2 separate regions of the Drosophila melanogaster genome follow, and region 2 is linked to region 1. The links are chromatin contacts, called in public Hi-C maps. All regions are on one chromosome and are shown on one strand. The core of a region is the stretch at or near the end of the contact, and the rest is flanking DNA. Distances in the headings are between cores, read along the strand shown. Region 1 holds the start of CG10280. Region 2 holds the start of CG31559.

What was found. A called contact is a pair of places that touch in the nucleus more often than the background predicts.
Region 2: a contact with region 1 is called in a Hi-C map of the Kc167 cell line, with 1.5 times the contacts expected there. The contact joins the promoter of CG31559 here to the promoter of CG10280 in region 1. A contact is called at or near these places in 6 of 107 Hi-C or Micro-C datasets (the Kc167 cell line, the ML-DmBG3-c2 cell line and cellular blastoderm embryo) and 1 of 6 datasets of contacts at active chromatin or transcription factors (the Kc167 cell line).

Annotation. Positions count from the first base shown.
Region 1 is chr3R:6,008,879-6,015,362 of dm6, reverse strand. CG10280 reads left to right here and starts at 3,431. Exons shown (of 2, transcript NM_141350.1): 1 at 3,431-3,695; 2 at 3,985-4,790. The coding sequence starts at 3,431. The coding sequence ends at 4,790.
Region 2 is chr3R:6,154,343-6,160,826 of dm6, reverse strand. It overlaps CG31559, which reads left to right and starts at 3,592. Exons shown (of 2, transcript NM_169127.3): 1 at 3,592-4,661. The coding sequence starts at 3,771.

The sequences.
Region 1 (6,484 bases), core at 2,182-4,681:
GCAGTTTACCGCGCTGAAACCGATTTGCATACTTCAGGAAATGCCTACGACAGCGTTTCTTTTTTATTTGCCGAATCGAATCTGGCAGGAAAAAACGACGTGGGAGGTGAGGAGCCATGGCAATGTTTGCAATAGTTGCTGAAAAACCAGAGCCACATGCAGAAAGCGCCCTTCAAGGGCGCCCTTCAAGTGCCATCATATGACAGCTAACTACAAAAATCACCACAAATGTATCGCAGCTCCCATGGAAAATCGTAAAAAGTCATAAAATCATAATATAAATCACATTGAAATTACAAAAATGTTGATGTATCAGTATTTCGTTGGTATAGGCAATAGTCTTTCAATACTCTTTACACTTCAAAATGCACGAAAAAACTGTGACCAGTATTGAAAAGTAAAGTAGGAATTTTTAATACAAAATTAAAGTTGATTAATTGTAACGCTTGTTCTATAAATATTCGTTGAAATGTTACTTATTCAAATTTTAAAATAATCATATATAAATTATTGATAACAATTTATAAATACGACTTCCTTCGGTTATTAGCGTGCTGTAGCTCTATTATTTCTAATTACTTAACGGCATTGAATACAATTCCCACTCAGCATTCCATAAAAGAAGTCCAAGTCGAATATTAAGTTGTCATCATTGTTGATCGAAGTTTTCCCGGCGTTCTTTTTACCCACAGTTAAGTCGTCTTAGGCCAACGATTTTCATCGTCCGCCTAGGAAGGAATTAATATGAGTTTGTGTGGGAAATCAGGAGCCGCCCAGTCACCCACCCACAGTAAGTTTCAGCATCTCGAAATCGACATTAGCGGAATTAAAAGTTTTCCATGCGGTGGAAATCTTGATAAAAAGTTTCGCACTTCCGCTTTATTAAGCGCAAAAGAATGAAACAAAGGGCGGAAAAGTTTCCTTTCAGCGAACATTATAATTAATACGCTATAAAAAATCCGTGTTGTGAATATTCCGCAGATCCAACCAAGAAATCCATTCCATTTCCATTTAAGCCGCTTTGCATGCGGCAATTATTATCTTTCTATTATGCAGATTAATGCAGTCCGTCCGAATTGTTGTTGCTATCAACTCGGCCACAAATCACCGAAGCCGCCTTAATGCAATTCAATTAATTCAGCTGCAAATCTAATTGGAGATATCGTTTTTGGTGTCAAAATAAACCGATGTGAGGAGAAAACCAAAATATTTCGAGGGGGCTGAATGAAAACAGAAACAGAAACAGAAACAGAAACAAAGGCAAATTGCAAAAGGCAGATGATGGGGTATGTGTGGCGTCATTATATAATCAAATCAAATGGCTGTCTTTGCCTCGAAAAAATATGCAAATTTCCAGTATTTTCGGTTTCTTATTTTTTTGATTGTTTGTCGCCTTTGTAGGGTTATTGTTTTTGGCTTCGATGTTTCTTCGATGTTTTATTACGTGACAACTTTGAATTAGTCGCTGGGTTTTGACTTTGGGCTCGCTCGACTTCGATTGTTTGCGTTTTGCCTTTGATGCCTGTCTTTCGCCATCTCTCTCTACTTCCCTGCCGCCGTCTCTTTCGCTCCCTGGCCCCATCTCTTTCTAATGCAGACCCTGTGTGGCGCAAAATTACTCGGTGTCGCATTTTTATTGCCCAGCTGACACATAAAGTCAAGTGGCGGACTCAATCGAAGACAGACCCACAGCAGTCCCCACTGCCATCAACGGGTTAAAGCGGGCGAAGTGGGTTAAAGGGGGCGGGGCAAGGACAGGTTTACGGTTGCAGGCCAATGAAATATGACAATTACAGTCCATATTGACAATCAGTCAGCCGGGCAAGACAAAAAACCTACTGCAGAGCATATTTTTCGTGAGAAGAAAAAAGGGCTTTCAAACGAATAATCAATATTTTATGTGGATGTCGACTTTTTACTTTTTTGAAAACTTTAAGATTAAAATTGAAATAACTGCAAAAGAGTCCTGTGGCCTTACATTTTATATATAATCTGTAATCGATGTACTTATTGAAGCAACTCAGTATGAATCTGAACCATTTCCCTATCACCCTACAATGTAGGATTGCCTTAAAATAGTAATTCTTTAATTTATTATTTATTTTCCCTTTTTCCAGTAAATAAATCATTTGACTCGGCCATTTCAAAATGCAAACTTAATTTGCCACACATGTAAGTAAATTCATTCGGGCTATCGCGATCCGATCTGTTTGAGCCGAATTCCCGCACTGTTGTTATTATGCTAATTAAGACGGAAAACTAATTTCGCCTAATTAATGATGACCAATTAAAATGGATTGTCAAATAAGCTCCGCCCAGATGGAGATAAGCCATTCCGGGTGAACAGCTTAAGCTGCCAACTAACTAGTTGGAGCCCAGGAAAGTGCAAAGTGCACATTGCAAAGTGCACTGTGCATCACGATTCTCTAGCCAAGGTGTCACATATCAAAACTATCCAACAAACAGACAGAATCAAATACGAACTCAAACACAAACAAGTTGAAAGACAGACAGACCGGCAGACAGTAAGAAAGACAGTTGAGCACGCGAAAAATAGGGTCAAAACCTAAATACCTTGACTAAAGGATCTGAGTATAGTCATAGTGGTAGAATTGCAACTTAACAATAATGAGATCTATAGTTTGATGTATATGTTTGTATTGAAATAGTAATATTTAGCGTATGTATCTAACATTCGAGCTAATGGTAAGGGTTCAGTTTGGCCCATTTTTCCGGCATGTAACCATTTGAAGAGCCTGCTTTTGGTAAAATCGGAAAGATTTCAAGCGGAAACCAATTTGTGAAATTCATTGTACTTAAACGTTTAGTGTCATTGTGAGCCTGACAACAATAAGTTGAAAAAGAGATTCACTGAAGCGATGCCCTTGCAGCTAAACTATAAATTGGTATATTACTCATATGTATATATGTATGATATACGATTTGCATTAAACTGCTGCCTCTTAATAAATAGTATATTTTTACACTTTAGGCCGACTCGAAAGCGAAAGCACTCCGTCAGCCAGAAAGAGAGTTTTGGTAGTACTGAAGGTACTGAAAATCATTGAATGGTCGTTGGCCAAAGCCGCTAACTCCGCTTAAATTACGTGAGCGTCCATCCGTGTTTGAGCCGGGCTTAATCGGAGAGTTTCGTAGTGTTTAAGCTGGGCTTCATCGAGGCGACTTAGTGCTGTTTGATCAGAGAGTAATGGGTGTAAAAAAAAGTGAGAGGGCATAGATTTGGGTTTTGTTTACACGCCGCCGATTGCGTGGCGTCTGCCCAACGTCGGCGTTATTTAGTCTTATTTTCGCACATTTCGCATAAATTAAGGTGCCAAGACTGCAGACTTTGGTAGCCGCCTGGGCTCCGGGCTCTTGGGCCATCGAGCCAGGTTCAGTTACCAATTTCGTGTGCAGCCGTTCGGTTTGAATGCGGCATGAATGTGGCGTGGAAAGAGTGGGCAAACAGCGATCGAATGGAAATATAGTCACAGCCAAGCCGAATCCCAGCTCTATAATGTGTGCTCAGTTGAGTGGATCAGTGGTGCTGCTGGTGCAGCTTCAGGTGGCTGTGCTTCTGGTGGCGCTATTGGTGCTATCCGCAACAACGCTCAGTGAAAGCGCCAAGCTCCCTGTCCGCCAGTATCCCGCTGGAGTGGATTTCTTCGAGCATGAGTTCACCAGTGTGGCGGAAGGTGCGTTCCACTCCCAGTTTCTCCCATGTCTTTATTAATCACTAAGTCCATTTTTGTTTGATTTGAGTTGTGAAGCCCTAAAGATCTTTTCTAGTTTAATCTCCGAACTAAAGAATCTTTTAGGAATATCGTATTTTCTCATTCTGTTCAGTGAATTCGCAATGTGAGTGTTAAAAGGACAATGCAATAACCAAAATATAACATCACATCGATACGTGGGCCTTAAAATTTCAAGAAAATACCATATGGCATATTATATATTCTAAATTAGTTTTGAAACCCCTTTCAGATGAATACGATCCCTACGGACCCGACATCGGTGACGATGACCTGGGAATCGACGATCCGGAGACCATGCCCCGCTTGTTCCAAGGCGACATCGCCATTGATCCGTACACCTACATCACCCTGCGCCTGGGCGTCAATCCAATGAGGCATCCAAAACGACTGTGGCCCAATGGAACGATTCCCTTCGAGATAAGTCCGCGGTACGCAAATCAGGAAAGACAGGCCATTATTCAAGCCGTAAAAACCTTCAACTCCCTAACGTGTGTGCACTTTGTGCCGTACGATGGGGAGGTAGATGACTACCTGTTGATCGAGCCGCCTTTGGAAGGACCGCAAGGATGTTGGTCCTACGTGGGCCGAAGAGGAGGTGAGCAGGTGGTGTCCCTCCAGAGACCCGACGAGAATAGTGCCCACTGCTTCAGCAGCGAGGGCAGAATAATGCACGAGCTGATGCACGCCATCGGCATATACCACGAACAGTCACGAGCAGATCGGGACAACTTTGTCAAGATCCACTGGGACAACATTGTGCCGCGGTTTAGGAAAAACTTCAAGCTGGTGTCGAAGAAGAAGGGGAAGTACGCCTTCGACTACGACTACAACTCCGTGATGCACTACGGCGAGTTTTACTTCAGCAAGCGGAAGGGTGAGAAGCCCACCATGACCCCTCTACAACCTGGAGTTAGGATCGGGCAGCGAAAGACCATCAGCAAGATCGACTGCCTCAAGATCAACGAGCTGTACGGCTGCTTGCAGGGCCGCAGGGCCAAGATGTACCGCAGTTTCTGCCACCTTCTCGGGTTGTAAGTGGACGTGGACCTAGACTGGGATATTTGTTATGAATCACATTGATTTGATATTTAATAAACTTTAATAAAATAATGCGTAGACCCTTATACATATTCATTCTTGGCTGACCCACCCACCAAACTAACTAAACATATCCATTACTTGCAGGTCCGGGTATACTAGGTTCAATTATGAAAATTTAAGAGATAGATAGAAATGTGTGGGCATGCATACGAATTTTCTTGATCACTAAAAGGTTTGATCTTGCCACATGCGCAAGTGTCATAGAAATATTTTGCTTAACTTAGCAGAGATAGACGTGGTTTAAAGTATTGCCATCTCATATGCACCTGTATAACACTGCTAGATAAAGCAGTGCCTTTACTGCTTGCTAATGCGGTCACTTGGTGATCACACTTATATATTTCCATACCCCAAAGGAGGATAAAATTATAACATACCTGAGAACACCCGGGATCTTTAGTCATCTTTGCAACATGCTTCGTATAAAAACGAAATTGAATATAATCTGTTTTTATTGTTAACTTCACTAAAATAGTTCGTAATGCAATTAGATATATTTATTTATAAAATTATTAATAAGAAACGTATTACTTACCGGTTTTTCATATTTCACTTTAAGAAATTGAGCAAAATCCACTTGACACGTTCTACAATCAAATGCAAATTCAGTGTTCGAAACTTTGCTAGAAGAAGGCTGTAACATTTATTCTTGTATTTTTGAACACTCCCAAGGAAAAGTGCGGCAGGGAATTTTAGTACTGAAGAAGGACATATGAACTGGATGTTTGGGTGGCTACGTGTTATCTGCTATTTTTGTCTTTATCAATTGATTTGTTAAAAATGTCACACAGCAACTCCACCTTTTGGAGAGGGTTCTCTCCGAATTTTAAAACCGATTGACCATGGCCTTTACAGTACAATTACGATATACGATAGTTCGTGGTAAGATATTTAAATAAAGTACAGTGAGGTAGTTGGTAAATTTGTAAGAGCTTACAGATACTCATTTTCATTAAAGTGCCGTAAATTTCAATTTTTGGCATTTTGAAAAATAAGTGCATTCTTTACTGGTGTTAATATATGTGGCTACTTAATCCTCCATAGATGCCATTTTATTTTCCAGCATAATATCTATATTTAGCTATTTCCAATCATAACTATGATTCTTTCAATTTAATTCGCTAAAACTCGAGTGAAATTTTCGATTTCTTTCAGACTCATTTTTTAGATGTAAGCAATAAAATTATGTGTAAATTATAAGATTTCTTTAATAAGTATTACTTTTTATAGACTTGAAATGGTCAACAAGCAAGTTCTATGAAATTTTGAAATTAATGATGAAAATTCTGTGTGTTGTACAATATTATATTTTCTTATAAATAATAGGATATATTTTTCCTTTCAGAATATTGAGCCAACCTTATTTTAATTCTTTAAAATATTAGTAAAAATGATGCGAGATTTGCGCTTTTGGTAGATTTCAAAAAATTTGTATTAATTGAAAATGTTAAATAAACCACAAATGGGGTGAGTCTTTGCTAAATGCTCAACACAGAAAGTTGTTTTATGCTTATATTTGTTAAGGTATATTTACTAATCTCCGCACAGACTACGTTTTGGTAGGCTAGGAAATTTAAGACATTTCCGAATATTAGGAGTACGGACCGACGACGAGATACATTTAAAGT
Region 2 (6,484 bases), core at 2,343-4,842, 150 kb before region 1:
GTCCTCAGAGTAAGCAGGCCATACGGTGTTTGGTCAGCTCCCCTGATGAGCATCAGGATTTCTTCTACGCTAGTGATAAACCTGTCCAATAGACGAGGTGTACCATCAAAGGTTGGCAAATGCTCAACAAATGCCATGATATCTTTAGGCTTGAACGTAGTTGAAATTAAGGAGCTAATACCACTGACAGTGGGCGCCAGAGGGGATGGAGTGGGGCGGGCAGAATCGTTTCCCGAGTCCATATTGGGGGTTTGGGAAGATATTGATTTGGGTTCTTCCGAAATCGGGAGAAGGGAGTCAGGACGTCTAACGGGATGTGGGGGCCTATTAGTGTTTGGTGGAACTCCAACAACTGAACGTGTAGTTTTCCTAAGGTTGTAAACGAACTTTTTTGACATTAAATTTGAGGTTACTTAGTATATTATGTATGATTGAAAAATAATGAACAAATTTCTTGTTTACTAGAGTGTATGGGTGTCTGTCTTTGGCTTTATATTTTCCCTTTTATATTCTGCAATGTGATTGGTATTAGTATTTGTTTGATATACAAAATTACACAATGAAAGGAAACAAAATATATCTGTATATGTCGACTTCTTTAGTACATTTGTTTTGGTTATTTTGAATGTGCAATACATGAGCGTAGCAACCCATTGTAGAAGAGTGAAAGGCAAGAACACTTGACGATACTCAAGCGTTTTCCCCTTACCTCGGCTACCCAGACATGGGTGCGCCACTACACATGCAGTGTCGTTGTCGTTGTGGTACGCAGAATGAGCCTCGCTTGGTTTGAAATGATTTTTGCTTATGTTTTGATTTTTCGCCGACGTATGGCAGTGTGCGTTTTGAGTGTACAATGTATTAGAGAGGCTTTGGTGCTTTGTTTGTTTACCACGGTGGCATGGTGATCAGCGTTTGATTCCATGCCAACGAGGCGGTACAGTACGTGGATGTATTGGATTGTAGTTGATATTGTATGCTCACATATATAAGTGTATATAGAGGCTTTGGCGATGCGTTGGCCAGCGTATGTAAGTGCCGATGACGTGATGATCAGCGATAGATTCCACGTCAGCGCGGCAGTACGGTACACTTGCACTCTTTTTTTTTTATAAAAACTTATGACGTTTGGCAGAGTATGGACATACCGATGGCGTGGTGATCAGCGATAGATTCCACGTCAGCGCAGCAGTACGGTACACTTGCACTTTTTTTATAAAAATTATGACGTTTGGCAGAGTATGGACATACCGATGGCGTGATGATCAGCGATAGATTCCACGTCAGCGCGGCAGTACGGTACACTTGCACTTTTTTATAAAAATTATGACGTTTGGCAGAGTATGGACATACCGATGGCGTGATGATCAGCGATAGATTCCACGTCAGCGCGGCAGTACGGTACACTTGCACTTTTTTATAAAAATTATGACGTTCGGCAGAGTATGGACATACCGATGGCGTGATGATCAGCGATAGATTCCACGTCAGTGCGGCAGTACGGTACACTTGCACTTTTTTAAAAAAATTATGACGTTCGGCAGAGTATGGACATACCGATGGCGTGATGATCAGCGATAGATTCCACGTCAGCGCGGCAGTACGGTACACTTGCACTTTTTTTTTGTATATTTATTTATTTTACATTTTTCCTCTCTCTTTTTTTTTCCTGTGTTTGAATATATGTTTGAGTTTCATTTGGTACTTCACAACTTCAATTTTGTTTTATAAAAATTTGTTCCTAGTCACTTTCAGTCGACATCTTGCATATAGTTTGTTTCGTTTCTTACATGTTTACTTACAGGTAGGTAATTATTAATAGGTAGGACATCCTACCGGCTGCGCCAGTTAAGTCCGTGATCGAGGGTGGAGCCTTTTGTGAAGATATGATGTGTAAATGTATGAAGGTTTTTAAGTTTCAGCAGATAGTTGTAGCGTGAAGATTTCCAATAAAGAATACGACTGACTTTCTTGAAGTTCAAAATCAGTATGAAGTTTATTGTCAGAGAGTGGCTACTCGAGTCCTCCGTTTTCGTCTTATACATAAGTACATAGGTTCTTAATTGTAAGCATAATGAACATGCCGACTCGGCATGTGGCTGGCTAGCTGGGGACAATGTTGCAGTGCGACTTTTGTGTAATGTCAGCATTCGGCCGGAATGTCAGCATTCGGCCGGATGCGGTGTTCCAGTTGCCGTCTTCCCGGTTGAGTGTCCGATGATTTGTTTAGAGGCGTGGGGGTTTAGGGGGTGGGGTGGTAACTCGCTCATCCTCAGCCAGAATTGTGGCATAAATAAAAATAAGTGAGTGAGGGAGTTTGGGGAAAATGCACATCAGACATTCTTTATTGGCCAACTCATGCTGGCCGCACATTTCCACTGACGACTGAATGAGTTACTGTAACCTTTGCTATCTGGACAGGAAGTTGTCCGAGATGCGGTCGATAAGCTGCGTCGATGACTCGTTCGCCTCATTCAATAAAAAATTCGGAAAATTGTCACGCACAGTGTGTTGAGATAGTCCGAAATACCATGGACTGCTATTTGGTTGAATAATCGCTATATTCTGATTTAGGTGTCTGTAATCGTGGCAACATGCTTTTTAATGCACTTCTCGGTCACTTAAGGTGTTAATTGGACATTCTAGAGATTGGTAGAGGCGCTTACAAGGTATTTGGTAAGGTCAAGATTTAAATTCTTACGAATTTTAAGATTTTAATTAAAAATTTATATAATAGCTATAAAAACCAAGCCAAGAACAAACAACGCAAAATCGATTCAAATCTGTAATACGTGCATGCATTTTGCTAATGAAATTATTATCATATTATGGATAAGAAATTGTATTTTATTAAATTACCATAAATCTTAATAATTAAATGCAGAACGATATTTAAGTAGCTTAATAACAGCTCTACAAAATCTGTGCTCACCTAAACATTCTTGAGCTAACTTATATATACTTTAAATGCTCGAATTTTCCAAGTATTTTCCAAGTTAATACTAATTTTTCAAAAGAAAACATTTGGTATTTATAGGCTCTCGACTACTGCTGCCGAATCAATTAGCGACCAACCGCTAACCGAAAAAGTGGGTCAACTAGGTCAAGTTCCAGCGATTCCATTCCCTAATTGAAATATTATTTAATAGGCGCTGCTGGAGTGTCCGCTAACTCGCGTTCTTACGGTTCTGCGATCTCGGAACTCCAATCTGGCCAAGCGATCGGGCTTACTAAATTTCCCAGTTGGATTGGATCGCGTCACAGTCACGCGCAGGCGTCATGCCAACTTTGGCAGCTGCTGCCCCCGGCTCTGTAGGCCAATTGCTAATTCGCGAGGCGGCCAGAAACTTCTTCTCCGGCTAATGACAAACAATTTGAGCCCGGCAACGGGCTTTAAATTACCAAATCTAATAACGCGCGGCGGAGGTGCAATCTGGCCGAAAGAAAGCCACCGCGGAGTTGCTGAATCTCCAGCTGAGAGCTGAATAAAGTGGCCCGGAGAGCGAATAAGAGAAAGAGAGAGAGAGAGAGAGAGAGAGCTGAGTGGAGTGGATCCATTGCAGCTCTGGCTTGCCATCTTGGCCAGAAAAAGTCGGTCCAGTCTAGCGACGATATCTGAAGCATAAAGACATGCGACGTCTCGGGTGCAACGTCCGTCAGAGTCATTGAACGCTTGCATTTTCCTGGGCCAATCCGATAAAAGCCAATACTGTACAGTGCCAGCCGAAAGACGGCTTACTCCGCAGACTCTAGATAGCCAGATAAGTGATATGGTGCTGGCCACGCCCCCTGTGAGCAAGGGCGGTAACGCGGGCGGCCTCTTCATGGACCAGTATCAGCAGTACGCGGCCCACTGTGAAACCGCCGACAGTGGCAATGGCAGTGACCTGGAGAGCACCGGATTGCCCACCAAACCGGATGACAGCGAGGAGAGTGGCCCCTCCTCGCTGGGCAGCGACTCCATGCACGGGAGCAGCACGGAGTACGTGCGACAGTCCGCCTCCCAGCCCAGTGGCCAGCGGCAGCGACAGAAGTCCTTGCGGGTCCTGGGTGCCCTGCTCCCCGACAGCCTGCTCCGCGACATACGGGACCGGAGGAGCACCGAGTATGTGGTACAGTTCTCGCAGCCAGAGGATGAGGAGAAGATCCAGGTCCCCGACAAGATTCCGGAGAAACCCAGTCCGTTCCGCCTGGCCCGCGAATCGCTGAGCGAGGACAAAATAGAGGAGCTGCGGGCCGCAGTGGAGCGGGCCAACTTCGTTCAAACCGGTGAGGAGACGCTGGACAGCATCGATGCCACATCGCAGTCTCTTCCAGCCAGCAGCAACATCGGCGGACACCGCGGCAATATCAATTACAAGTATGCTGACGACCAATACTACAGCTTTCACATCAACGAGCACGAGAACTTCGGTGCGAGAAGCGCGAGAAGTGGCGACGAGGCGGACCACTCCACGGGAGCGGGATCGGAGGCTGGCTCCGACAGCGGGATCCTAACGGAGCAGCAAGACCTCTTCGCCGGCTATCGGGACGTGCGATGTGGGGCCAGTTCCACCCAGTCCACTATCCGATCGGCCAAGGGAACGGTGCGGGGCGTCAAGAACCGTGTGCGCAATGGAATAGCCACGTTCTTGCAGCTCCAGCAGCAGCCCAATGCCAAGGTGAGTTTCGTGATCATGTCGGGTAGGGATGGTATGGGGACGTATGATTGGATAACGGGATGGGATGCGTACGGTATTAAAATGCTTCTCAGGTCAGAGTCGACTGATTGCCTATCAGTTGCATACCCCTAAATACCGGTTTACTAATCACTGTCTTAATCTTACATTCAAGAAAGAAATCTCACTTTAATCTGATATCGGATTAATAACATTTTCTTTCCAATTTAAAATGCATACATAACACAGTCGTTAACACCGTAACAACACAATCGTTGAAAAGTGATTAACAGATGTACAAGCGTAGATCAGTCTGTTTTCCATTATAATGCCGAAATATCGGAAATTTACGCCCACCAGCAGCTGACTAATGGGTATCTAGTATATGTAATGGGTATAATAGTTGAGGAAGTCAATAGTAACGATATGTCTTTTTTTAATTAGTTTTGTTTTACATTTTTTTTGTTCTGGGTTAAATTAATTAATAATACTTGATTTAACATTTTAGCACACACTAAACCATATACTTAGAAACATTATAATTATATAAGTTATTTATTTTAAGGAAGTATTTTGAGCTAAACTTTATTGTTGAAAAAAAATTGTTTGATCTTCGGATCTAACAAGATCAGCACAATATATATTTACACCGCTCACATTACTTAATGCAACGATTTCTGCAGACTTTACTAAAATTTTGACCTCCGCTGTGGTTATAAGTACCGATATGAATATTCAGATATCGATGGTTATTCGGTTCCCACGCTGCTGGGCGTCGGCAGAGGCCTCCAGTGGCGTTGAGTCACCTGCTCGCCCAAATTATGCAATTGGCCTGCATCTCGACATTTCGGCATTTCAGTTGGCTGAAATGGAGAAAGTGGTGGCCAACAATTGCGGCGGCCGATATGTGGCTGTGGCTTTTCAATATACGAGTATCTTTCACATTTCGTGTTTCGTGTTTCGTATTTGCCCGTAATCTAATGAACAGCTCGTGGTTCCCCATCGTCCCCTTGGAAGCCCCGAGATCTGGGAAACCAGCTGCGCTTTCAGCGTCTTCGTCGGTTTCTTCTTCAATTATAATGGAAACCGTTAAGTGGCTTATTTTGTCTCCGCCGATGTCGTTTTGTATGCGCTTAGCGCGCGTCTACAACTTGCCCAGATAGCCAGTTGGCCAAGTCGCGTTTGTTTTAGCCCCTTGTTCCCAGAGACATGTAGTTTGGGCGCGGGATTGACACGACTAATCGCAGTTAATGTCGGGCAGTTGGGAGTTGGGGCTGGAAAACAAATAAAAAGAAGTGCTAATTCCGCGGAGACAATGGAGCGAAGTGGAGTTGTCATCGCAAAAGCGGGATTAGTGATAGTTTCTATTCCGAGCCGAGGCGTGTTCTCGGAACTAGATTTGCATGAAGCGATCTTAATTTATTCACTTGATAAATCAATATCTCTGCGCTGATTTATGGTTGTTAGTGTGAGTGTGTTGGAGCTTTCTAGCATTTTTATTGAAGATCGTCAAAGCCTGTGGAATTTATTAGCACTATCGAAATCTCTTGATAAATTGATTGAATGTTCATTCATTTAGTCTTCTGATGAAAATATACCACCTTCCATGTATTTTCAAATTTATTTTTTTTTACCAATTTGGCTAAAGAGCTTTCTAGTTTCTAGCAAACTAATACCGAACCATTCCTCTACATTGTAGCATTAAATATATATTAACTCTTACGTATCAACATCATGAATATACCTCGGATTGAATGCTGATTTATAATTGCCGACTTAGCTTTCTAGTATTTCGATTGCGTCTTGAGAGTCATCATCAGAAATCA